Linked DNA regions of Mus musculus: region 2 is linked to region 1. Evidence: chromatin contacts called from public HiChIP or PLAC-seq data. All regions are on one chromosome and are shown on one strand. The core of a region is the stretch at or near the end of the contact, and the rest is flanking DNA. Distances in the headings are between cores, read along the strand shown.

Evidence for each region. HiChIP or PLAC-seq counts read pairs in DNA pulled down with a chosen protein or histone mark.
Region 2: a contact with region 1 is called in an H3K27ac HiChIP or PLAC-seq map of the HPC-7 cell line, with 7 times the contacts expected there. The contact joins two enhancer-like sites. A contact is called at or near these places in 2 of 15 datasets of contacts at CTCF or cohesin (large pre-B cells and pro-B cells), 2 of 484 Hi-C or Micro-C datasets (the G1E-ER4 cell line and cortical neurons), 9 of 115 datasets of contacts at active chromatin or transcription factors (the HPC-7 cell line, bone marrow-derived macrophages, cardiomyocytes and 5 more) and 4 of 9 other capture datasets (adipose tissue, embryonic stem cells, liver and 1 more).

What each region holds. Positions count from the first base shown.
Region 1 is chr1:180,431,778-180,436,852 of GRCm38.p6, forward strand. It overlaps Stum (mechanosensory transduction mediator), which reads right to left. Exons shown (of 4, transcript NM_001081227.2): 4 at 596-5,075. Among named protein-coding and RNA genes, the nearest start is that of Gm39712, 26 kb to the left of the region's middle. Within about 2 kb of position 2,559, at least 68 of the 459 cell types and tissues checked have an H3K27ac peak or open chromatin away from gene starts, as enhancers often do. A contact at or near this core is called in the HPC-7 cell line, bone marrow-derived macrophages and pro-B cells, where this site is marked.
Region 2 is chr1:180,598,299-180,603,469 of GRCm38.p6, forward strand. It overlaps Parp1 (poly (ADP-ribose) polymerase family, member 1), which reads left to right. Exons shown (of 23, transcript NM_007415.3): 19 at 1-65; 20 at 655-782; 21 at 1,295-1,356; 22 at 1,798-1,912; 23 at 2,152-2,701. The coding sequence ends at 2,233. Among named protein-coding and RNA genes, the nearest start is that of Mir6904, 14 kb to the left of the region's middle. Within about 2 kb of position 3,158, at least 71 of the 459 cell types and tissues checked have an H3K27ac peak or open chromatin away from gene starts, as enhancers often do. A contact at or near this core is called in the HPC-7 cell line, bone marrow-derived macrophages and pro-B cells, where this site is marked.

The sequences.
Region 1 (5,075 bases), core at 1,309-3,808:
TCATAATGTTCCCCCGATGGATTGTTGTTTTGTTCGAAGTCTATTTTATCAAATTTTACAACAGTTTTGTGCGTTCTCCTGTGTTTATCTGTAATCTATTTCTTTCCCTTCATCGGTAAATTTGTTAGGTTCCCCAGGTCTCCGCGCATCAGCTAATAAAGATGTTGGCTGGGCTGTAGACTGCACCTTGCCACCCCCGCTGCATTTCAGAAGATCCCCTCGTGGTGGCAACCGTCAGCTCTAAGTTCTGACTACTCATACCCCGTGCTCATTTGTGGTTAGCATCATTTCAACATCTATCTCACACACATTTCCTTTGCCAGCCAGTCCAACCTCCCAGGAAGGAAACGGGCACTGTGCACCCTCGGGGCCTGGTGCTTCGTTCAGAGTCTACATCCTTGGCTACAGGGGACCCAGTGAGCGGAGAAAATGTTGGATTGGTCCCCAAGGAAAGGGGAAGATGGCCATCCAAATGGAAAGACCAGCAGGTGAGGTTGTAGGGAGAGAGAGAGAGAGAGAGAGAGAGAGAGAGAGAGAGACGAAAGCATTCAGGGCAGCTGGAGATCTGATTACAGAAATGGAAGACACAGGAATTCAAGAAGCTACCAGGAAGGTCACATGGATGTTTATTAAATAGAAAAGAGGAAAAAGAAGAATAAAAGATTGCCAAAACCATATTTCCAAGGGTTAAAAAAAATTGGAATGCCAAAGAAATGCCATGCTCTGTTATCTTTATAACACGGGGCACTATATGTATGTACACTGTATTATGTATGTATGTATGTACACTCCGTATGTACACGGAGATATGTACACGAGCTTTGTTGCGGGTGGCGTTCCTCACCACGTGTACAGTAGCATTGCTGGAAGGAAGGTCTTCAAAGCTGGCAGAAGGCTGGAGGAGAAGCGGGAGCCCTGCACTACCCCTGCGGGGCTCTGTGGACCCCAAAACAAGGGTGGGGACTCAAGCCTGGGGACACTGAGAAAATTAAGCAAAAGTCAAACCTGGGCCCCATGCTTCAGTTTAAGCCAGGAAAGTCTAGAATCTTTCCAAGGGCTGAGATAGTCCGAGCAGTCTCCAAGAACACTTGTAATCTTTAGAATGGGCTGGCAATGCCTCCGTACCCCCGGGCCCCCACCCGCCCGCCCTCCACCCCCCACCCGCCCTCCACCCCCCACCTGTGCTTGGACTTGGGCATATGGGGTCCCTGTGAGAAGGAGTGAGAAAAGTAAGCCCCCGATGTCGTCAGAGAACAAGAAAATGTACAGCAGTTAATTTAACAGACAAAAGCCAACGGCAACACCAAAACAGTAATCCACAACACAACGCGGCCTGCTCTTAATACAGTGATGCTGCCAGCATCTTCCAAAACAAAAGAGCTCCCGGGTGCAAGGGAGCCAGCCCGGGAAGAGCCCGCGACTACTCCACAGGAAATCGCGGGATTCTCACAAGCCCCAACGTCATTTGTCTCTGCTTAAAACTTGCCCCCTCCTCTACTCCTTGCTGGCTCCTGGGCTGGGGCAGGCAGTGTACTCGTTCAGAAATAAAAATCCTGCCAGAGTCGCAGAAAAGCGTCAGGAAGAGGTCTCTGCCCCTCCCCCACACCAGCAGACCAATCCGGAGCCGGGGGGCTGCAGTAGCTCTGGATAGGGGGATGCAGTGGGAATTCTGATCCCACAGACCCCAGGAGAGGGCAACCGGTGTGCACAGTGGACGGAGTTGAGGAGGGGTGACTGGCCAGGGTGAGGACAGCAGTTTTGTGGCTTTGAGTTGTCCCCACACTGGGGTGGGGGCTTCTCAGTGACATAGCTTACCAAGAGTCACCAATGCTCCATAGACTCACTGGGTCCCAGACTTAACTTTAGTGGAGTCATTTCTTTAGTCTCCCTTGGGGGGTTGTGGCATACCGAACTAGTGTTTGTTTTTGCCAGGAAGAGTCTGGGCTCTCCCAGTGGGGCTGTGCTTGACTGGGCTTGGACTCTCTAGACTCTTGGCTTTGGCAAGGTTGGGGGAAATGACGGACTGGCCTGATTTCTATACTGTAGATAGTTAAATGGAAGGGCATTGCTGTAACAAGACTGTAGTCACTCTGATGGGATGCACAGGACCACTCTGGTTGGGATTCATTGTGTCCTGGTGCATCGTGGGATTGAGGCTGGGTCATACTCTGAGTGGAAGTATACACTGCCTCTGTGAGCATTCAGCTCTCAGAAACTAACAGGAAGAAAGATGAAGAAGACTCTAAGTCCCTTGCTCACCACTTAGATGACCTCTTCACAATACCACTGTCCAAGATGACCTCCACATCCTCTACTACCTGGGCACAGAACTCTCTAGCAGGAGACAGAGCTCCTGGTAGGTGAAGAAAAGGTCTTCCCGAGCTTGCTGTCACTGGTGGAGGCTGGATACTGTAGGGATGTGACCTACAGGGCATCTTTGATCTGAGCTCAGGACCTGAGCACTTTAGCACTGAAAGAACGCTTGCTAACTGCAGAGCCTCCCTCACAGCACAGGGAGTGAACCTCATCCCAGGGCTGGCAGATGGTATCCTGGCTCCCTGCTTCCACTAGAGGGAAACCTTGCTCTGCAATCCGACGCGCTTCTGCCTGGGAGTAGGAGATGCAGTGGCCAGCTGGTTCTCTAAGTCCAAGCCCTCTCCAACCACAGAACAGACAGTCCCAGCTTTCTTCATGCAGGTCATTTACCATCACTAAGGCCTTGCATTTTTAATCTTAAGGTCAAAGGAACACTCATTCAATCTCTTTCTTGCTTCAGGACCCTTGGGCCTTTGGGGGGATTTTTCTGGTCTTGGGGTTTCAGCCCACTCTATGCTGGCCTTAGACCCGATGTGTGGATGGCTTTTCTTTTGCACATCTTAATCCTTTTCCGTCTAGGGGACGTGCTAACCATGTAGCTAATTGGCTTCCTATGTCTCCTATAGCTGAGTTCTCCCCGCTGCTCCTCAGCCCCCAGCATCCTACACCCCACGATTTGCAGCCTCGGTCCTGTGAGGGAGTGTAGGACCTAGATCCCATGAGCCAGGCAGCTCCGGGCACCGACTCTGTCTTGAGCTGCCATCTGCTTCCATCTTCCATTCGGGACCTGCAGAAGCCAGGGGGGCGGGTGAGCTCAAGGATTCAGGAGGGCCATGGAGAAATACTGCTCTCATCCTTCGGAGGACGTTCATCATCCCTCCCTGTGACTTCTGAGAGGTATGTGTCTCAGGGAGAAGCCTCTGGTCTCCTTGTGAAAGCTTAACAAAAACTCCCCACAGGTTGCTCACAGAACAGCAGATGAACTGAGCTGAGCGGCACCTGGGCCACGCCCCCTTTGGGGGCGGGTCGCTGGGGCTAGACACAGGTCAGGGCCACGGAGGCAGGGAGTAGACCGTGCCCTCATCACTTCCTTTGCTTCTCTCCAGGGCAGCCAGAGACTTGACCCAGGCAAGATTTGGCAGTCTGAGGGTGGGGGGTGGGTCATCTCATAGTGGCTTCCTGGCCGCAGTCTGGGGTCCTCAATGGTCCCTAAAATACACTACACAGTGTTGAATAGTTTTAACGTAACAAAACCTAGAATCACCAGGGAAGTCTTAAAGAGGAATTATTTTAGATTAGATTGGCCTGTGGAGGATTATCTTATTTGTTTAATGGAAGTGAGACGATCCACCCTGAATTTCGTGGGCTGGATCTTGGACTTTTTAAGAGTACATGAAACTGGTTGGGGGTGGGGGAGCATGGACAGCATGGATGCATTTGTTTCTCTGCTGTTGACTGTGGATGTAGTGACTTAGGCACTTCTAGTTCCTGCCATCATGACTCCTCCCTACGATGGACTGTACATAGGCTAGATTATAAACCAAACAAACCAACTTTCCTCTTTCCTGGTGCATGTTGCTTTTTGGTCAGGGTATTTTACCACAGCAACAGAAATGGAGCTACGACAGTAGGCTACCTGGTCCTCTCTCTTGCTCCAGGGTCCTGGTTTGGTAGAAGGAATGGCCACTCTGATAACAATGCCACATTAGATCCTGGCAGTGCCACAGTCTCTGTGGATTTTCTCTGTGTGCCTGTGATGTCTGCCCCTGGCACTCATAGCCAGGGCATGGTCTTCTGAGTTATTTCCCAAGGTTGGGACAGCAGCCCTGAGCTATGCCACCCAGGCAGCTTTGTCACTAAGGAGCCCTGGTGCCACTAAGCGCTTTCTGGGTCCAAAGCCCTGCTTTCTAGATAGCTGGTGTTCAGTAAATGAACTCTGGTCACCTAGAACCAATGGCCTGCTTGGACTGTGAGGAGTGAATTAGCCACTGTCTATCGGCTGAGAATGGTTATGCTAATCAGGCCTGGCCCAGGGGGCTGATGCTTGGAGCTAGTAGCACCCCTCAGACTCACTGTTCTGGGGGCTCCTAAAGTCTACCCACACCATCCACCTGGAATGAGGGGGTGCTAGGGAGGAAACAGCTTCCCAAGCTCACAAGCCCCTGTATTAAGCCATCCCACACTAGAACTCATGGTGACACTTGTCACTCAGGAAAGTCCCACTCGAGTCTGGTTCATGTCACTAAACAAGCAATACAAATTACCATCTCCTTCCAACTCCCCCGGTAGCCACCCCCAGCAGAAGCCAGGGAAATAGACTTCTCCCTCGCTGTGGGGGCCGCTCTTGCCAGGCCTGTCATCACTAGCTCTGTGGGATGAAGGGCTGTGGGCGGACATCGTGGGAGGGCACACTGACCCATCAGTCCCCTTTCTGGTACAGCTTTGCTACCAGAGGTAGCCTCCTTGGGAGCAGTGATCTGCTGTGGAGAGAACCAAGCCTGGCCCCGTACCCCAAGACAGGGGCTGAGAACAAACAGAGCAACAGAAAGAAACACAGGAAGAACTAGACCCCTTGGCAGGTGTTCCAAAGGTACAACTCGTTCCCACACAGCCTTGGAAGAAACTGATGGATAGACACAGGGTAGGGCAGGCGAGCCAGCCCAGAGTCAGGGCCAGAAATGAGTACATCATGGGACTCCATCTCTTCATGATGTCGGACTTCTAAAGATTGCAATTAAGAAGGCTGGTGGGGTGGGGTG
Region 2 (5,171 bases), core at 1,908-4,407, 170 kb after region 1:
GGACCACCAACTTTGCTGGCATCCTGTCGCAGGGTCTGCGGATAGCCCCACCTGAAGCGCCTGTGGTAGGTGGCTGTCCTCTCTGGGGCGGTGTGGAAGGATTTGTCCCTGCAGTGGTCTCCCGGTGCTTTGAGAGTCCAGCCTACAGCAGGCCCTCTCAGGAGGGAACAGGCTTTGGAGCCCAGGCATGCCTCTTCCTTTCCTCAGCTGGCAGCAACCGTGAGCTCCCAAATTTCCACCATTAAAAAATAGGACAAGGGCTAGAGGATGTTGCCTGCTGGGTCACAGAACGGACCAAGTAAACGGGCCCTCTAAGGTGGAGAAGAAAGAAAAGGGCTTGGTGACTATAGCTCTCATTCACGCTAGGTACTGGTGTGTGGCTGAGTGGTGACATCAGTGCCTGCTGGATGTGTATGTGTGCCTGGCTTGGTCTAAGTAGTGATCATTAACTCGCTCACATTAGCCTTATGAAACTTCCTGGTAAAGAGAAAGAGTCCGCTCTCACGTGACTTCCCCAGCCCACCTGTAAGCACTGGCCTTCCATAGAGGGAGCCGTCCCTCTCCGAGGTGATGGCTGTGGGCCTTGGCTGGGCAAAGTGCTTGTGGGAATTCACTGCTGGAAGGTTTTCAGCTGTCCTTCTTCCAACTCTCCAGACAGGCTACATGTTTGGGAAAGGGATCTACTTTGCCGACATGGTGTCCAAAAGTGCAAACTACTGCCACACATCTCAGGGAGACCCGATTGGCTTAATACTGCTGGGAGAGGTTGCCCTTGGAAACATGTGAGTACCTGGACTCTGAGGCCAGGGTGGGCAGAGTGGACTAGAAGAAGTCTTCTTGGCTTTTAAGTGCAGTAGTAGATGGCAGCTCGAGGGAGGAGTCAGGGGAGAGTTAGAGAAGCTATGAAAACCAAACAGGAGCCAGGACGAAGGAAGGTCATTCAAAGAGAAGACCCTATTCCTTCATCCTCTGGCAACCTCTATCCTTTGAGCTGTGACCAGAACTAGATGAAGTAGGCCATAGGGTAGACTAGACAGGAACTGTCAGGCAGCTGGCCACAGCTCCAGACAGGCCTTTCTTTGAAAATAACCCCACAGGAATGGTACTGTTGTAGGCTTTGTACTTGAGAAGAATGCTCTGGGCTCTGAAGTGTCCAGGAGCTGGGGAGGGAGGTGCCAGGGTGAACAGGGCTCTGTGGGCACTTAGTTTATGTACCAGTAAAGATGCTGAGGAAGGTGTTGGTTTAGGAGCCCTGTGACCAGAGGCTCTTCTGAGACTGTCCTCTTTTGAATAGGTATGAACTCAAGCATGCTTCACATATCAGCAAGTTACCCAAGGGCAAGCACAGTGTCAAAGGTACTGTCCCTCCAGCCTGACACGGCAGATTCGGGTGGAGGTTCATTTAAAAACAAAACTGTTTGATTCCCGTGTCATAATACCATGGGAGTTCTGTGGAATACCAGGAACCAAGTCAGGGCACTGGGAGCCTCAGCTTTTAAGCCGTGGTATCAGGGCCAAGAGCGACCTCTGGTGCCCCTGGACTTATTGAATGGGTAGCATATGATGATCAAGGCCTCCTTGGGGTGTTCGCCACAGTATAACGTCATCTGGGCCACGGTGACTTCACTGGGTTAGAGCATTGCCTCAAAACCTTCTTTACAGTAGCTGTGCTTGCATCTGAAGATTGTTTAAAGTGAACACAAACCCTGTATAAAATGGATGTATGCCCAGGACATTTTCACAGCCCTTGTTACACATCCCCTGTTAAACCTAGAACTTGACTCTTCCATCTTACAGGTTTGGGAAAAACCACCCCTGACCCTTCGGCCAGCATCACCCTGGAGGGTGTAGAGGTTCCACTGGGAACAGGGATCCCATCTGGTGTCAACGACACCTGCCTGCTGTATAATGAGTATCCTTTCTTGGCTATGCTGTGTGCTCTGGAGCTGTACCAGCAGGTATGCATGCTCTTAGATCCCAGGACAACTTGCCTCTTGGGTGGTCTCCTGTGTCAACTTGAGGTCTGACTCCCTGCTGTATGGATAAACCTGTCTCTCTGGGCACTAGCCTTCCCTACTTTCAGGAGATTGCATGTTGGGTAAGAGATCTTGGGGACTCAACTGTTGGCTCCTTGACAACTGCCCTCCCCAGGTACATTGTCTACGACATTGCTCAGGTGAATCTCAAATACCTGCTGAAACTCAAGTTCAATTTTAAGACATCCCTGTGGTAAAGTGCGAGGGGTGGGCTGTGCCCAGCACCCAGGGCCTAGGGGGCAATTCTCCCTAGTGCCTCTGCACCAGACACCACAAAACCTCAGCCATGCTGCCGCCGAAGGGTGGCCCCCTCACCGAATCTCCTTAGGAAGGGTTTTATACAGACAGGTTAAAGGGCTCTGGTTTCAAGTCCCTTGTCCATGCTGCACTGGGGCAGGCCGGTTGTTTGTGGTTTGTCCTACCAGCCACAGCTCCATAGACAGCAGCTGGCAGTAGAGCAAAAGTTGGGGAGAGGATTTTGTTGTTTGCCTAGACTAGTCCTGAGGGAAGAAACACCACGTCACAGTCACGATGTCTGCCTTACTGGCTTCCCCAGGGAAGGAAAAATGTGCTTCCTCCCTTTTTTCAAGGGTTCATCTTTGCTTTAATTTTGGCAAAATGTTAAGCATTTATTTTGAGCTAAAAATAAAAGTTAATTTCATACTATATAGATTTTCTTTTTTATCTTGTATGTCCCCCTCTTAGTCTGCTGAGCTTTTGTTTTGCTTGGTTTTCAGTGATAGACATGGGATAGCCAAAAGAAGGGACTACCTGAAACCCCTAACTGGGGCGACTGAGCCTGTAGTGTGGTCAGTTCAAAGTTGCATTTGGGATTCTATGTCTTCCAAATTGAACCGTCTGTAATCAGTACAGCCACCCAAAGGGCTATAGTTCTCAATTAAAATGCAAATGGATATCTACTCTCGTGTTGTGTGCCTCATCTCCTCTGACAGGGCTATGGTTATCTTCACAGTGAGGAGTCTCCATAGGCCCTGTAGGTATGAGCTTCTATAGCATTGAGTCCCAAAAGTGTATCTCCAGATTCCCAGTGCTTGGCAAGGCAGGAGGACTCAGCTATATGAGTGCTTCTCAGCCTTCCTAAGGCTGCACCCCTTTTAATGCAGTTCCTCATGTTGCGGTGACCCTAAGCATAAAACTGTTTTTGTTGCTTCTGATCAGAAGTGTAGTTTATCTGCTGTTATGAAATCATAATGTAATTCTCTATAGTTTTTCCATGGTCTCCTATAAAAGAGCTGTTCAATCCCCAAAGGGTTGCAACCCCAGGTTGGGAATCTCTGCACTGTACTGTCCTAAAACCACGGGCCATCTAGAGCTAGCTGGAATTCGAAAATCAGGCTTGACTGTTACGTTCAGCTCTGAAAGTCAGGGCCCCTCCTGACCTTCCACAGACGAGTGCAGGACTGACAGGCGCAGGATCGACTCCCACCATCCCTAACTCAAGGACTCACAAGTTTGGGGTTGTTTTGGTGGTAGTTTGATTTCTGGTGGGAGGAACAAAAAGCAGAACTCACTCAAGACAGGAAAGAAGAAAAATGAAGTGTTCTATTTCATTTGTGGTCTAGGGCTCTGTCCTGTAGAATCCGGTGTGTGGCCGCAGTCAGACTGGGGGACATGAGGAAGTGAGACTTCTGATGAGGGGTGTGACTGCCTGGGCACGTGGTCAAGCTCTTCTTAAGTGTTGAACGTCTCCAGCCCCTTGTAGATGAAAACTGTCAGTAGGGCTCGTCAACTACCATCGCCTTTGTACCAGCAGAGAAGAGCAAGTACCTCACAGGGCTTACTGAACAAGGTGACTCCTAAAGTCCATATTCCCACTTCTGACTACTTTATTCTAAGCAGTGGCTTCTTGCAATGTTCACTTGGTACTGTTCTCCATGTTTAAGAAATCTAAGTCTTAGCCGAGTGGTTGTGACACATTGTTTTAATCCCAGCAGCACTCAGGAGGCAAATGGATCTCTTGCGTTCAAAGATAGCCAGGGCTACACAAAGAGACCTTGGGCTGGGGGAGGATCTCAGGCCTTGCCCCGAGAATGACAGCTGTCTTTGTTAGGGCTTCTACTGTAGTGAAGAAACGCCTGGCCATGGCCACTCTTACAAAGGGAAGGTCTCTCTCCCCTCTCTCCTCTCTCTCTCTCCTCTCTCTCTTCTCTCTCTCCGTCTCTCCCTCTTCTCTTCTCTTCTCTTCTCTTCTCTTCTCTTCTCTCTCTCTCTCCCCCTCTCTCCCTCCCTCCCTCTCTCCCTCTCTCCCTCTCTCCTCTCTCCCCTCTCAGTTTTTTTTTCTCTTTGTAGTCCCCTCTGTCCTAGAACTTAACTCTAAACTAGGCTGGCATTGAACTCAGAGATGGTCTACCTCTGCCTCCCAAGTGCTGGGATTAAGGGATTAAAGATATGTGCCACCAAAACCGACTAGAAAAAACATTGAATTGGGGCTGGTTTGCAGTTAAGTGTAGTTTAGTCCATTGTTCTCATGGAAGAAAGCATGGTGCTATGCAGGCAGCCATGATGCTGGAGAAGGACCTGAGAGTTTTACATTTTGATTGAAAGGAAGGGGCCGGGGGCTTCTGAAACCTCCAAGTCCACCCCGTACTGACACACTTCCTCCCACAAGGCCACCTCTTAATAGTGCCACTCCTGTGAACTTATGAGGCCATTATCATTCAAACTAGCACAGCAACCAAAAGTGAAGTCACTATAAATGAAAAGCCAGTGCTTCGGCCCATGCTGGCATGTCCACAGACCTAACAACAACCTTACCCCAAAATTGAGGGTCTGAGTGCCATGCTCTGCCCACCTAGTAAGCAGCCCTCGGGCAGCGTCTGTTCAGCCCGTCCTTGGCTGTTCAGACTGTCCTGTTGCATTGTCTGAGAAGCACTGAGTTCCTGCACTGTGCTGGCCATCAGGATTCTGTGTGGTCTGACTGTACTCGAGTGTTGCCCTCTTAGGGAGGTGAGGACCAATCCTTCAACAAACACAGCACATTTCAAAGCTGCTGTAGAGTGATGTGCCTGGAACTTGACCTTGCTGTAAACATCAGGGCCTGGCTTTCAGGAATGAGTTTAGGCCAGCTGAGATCCAGGGCTAGCACAGTATACACAGTGCACACTGATGAGAGCA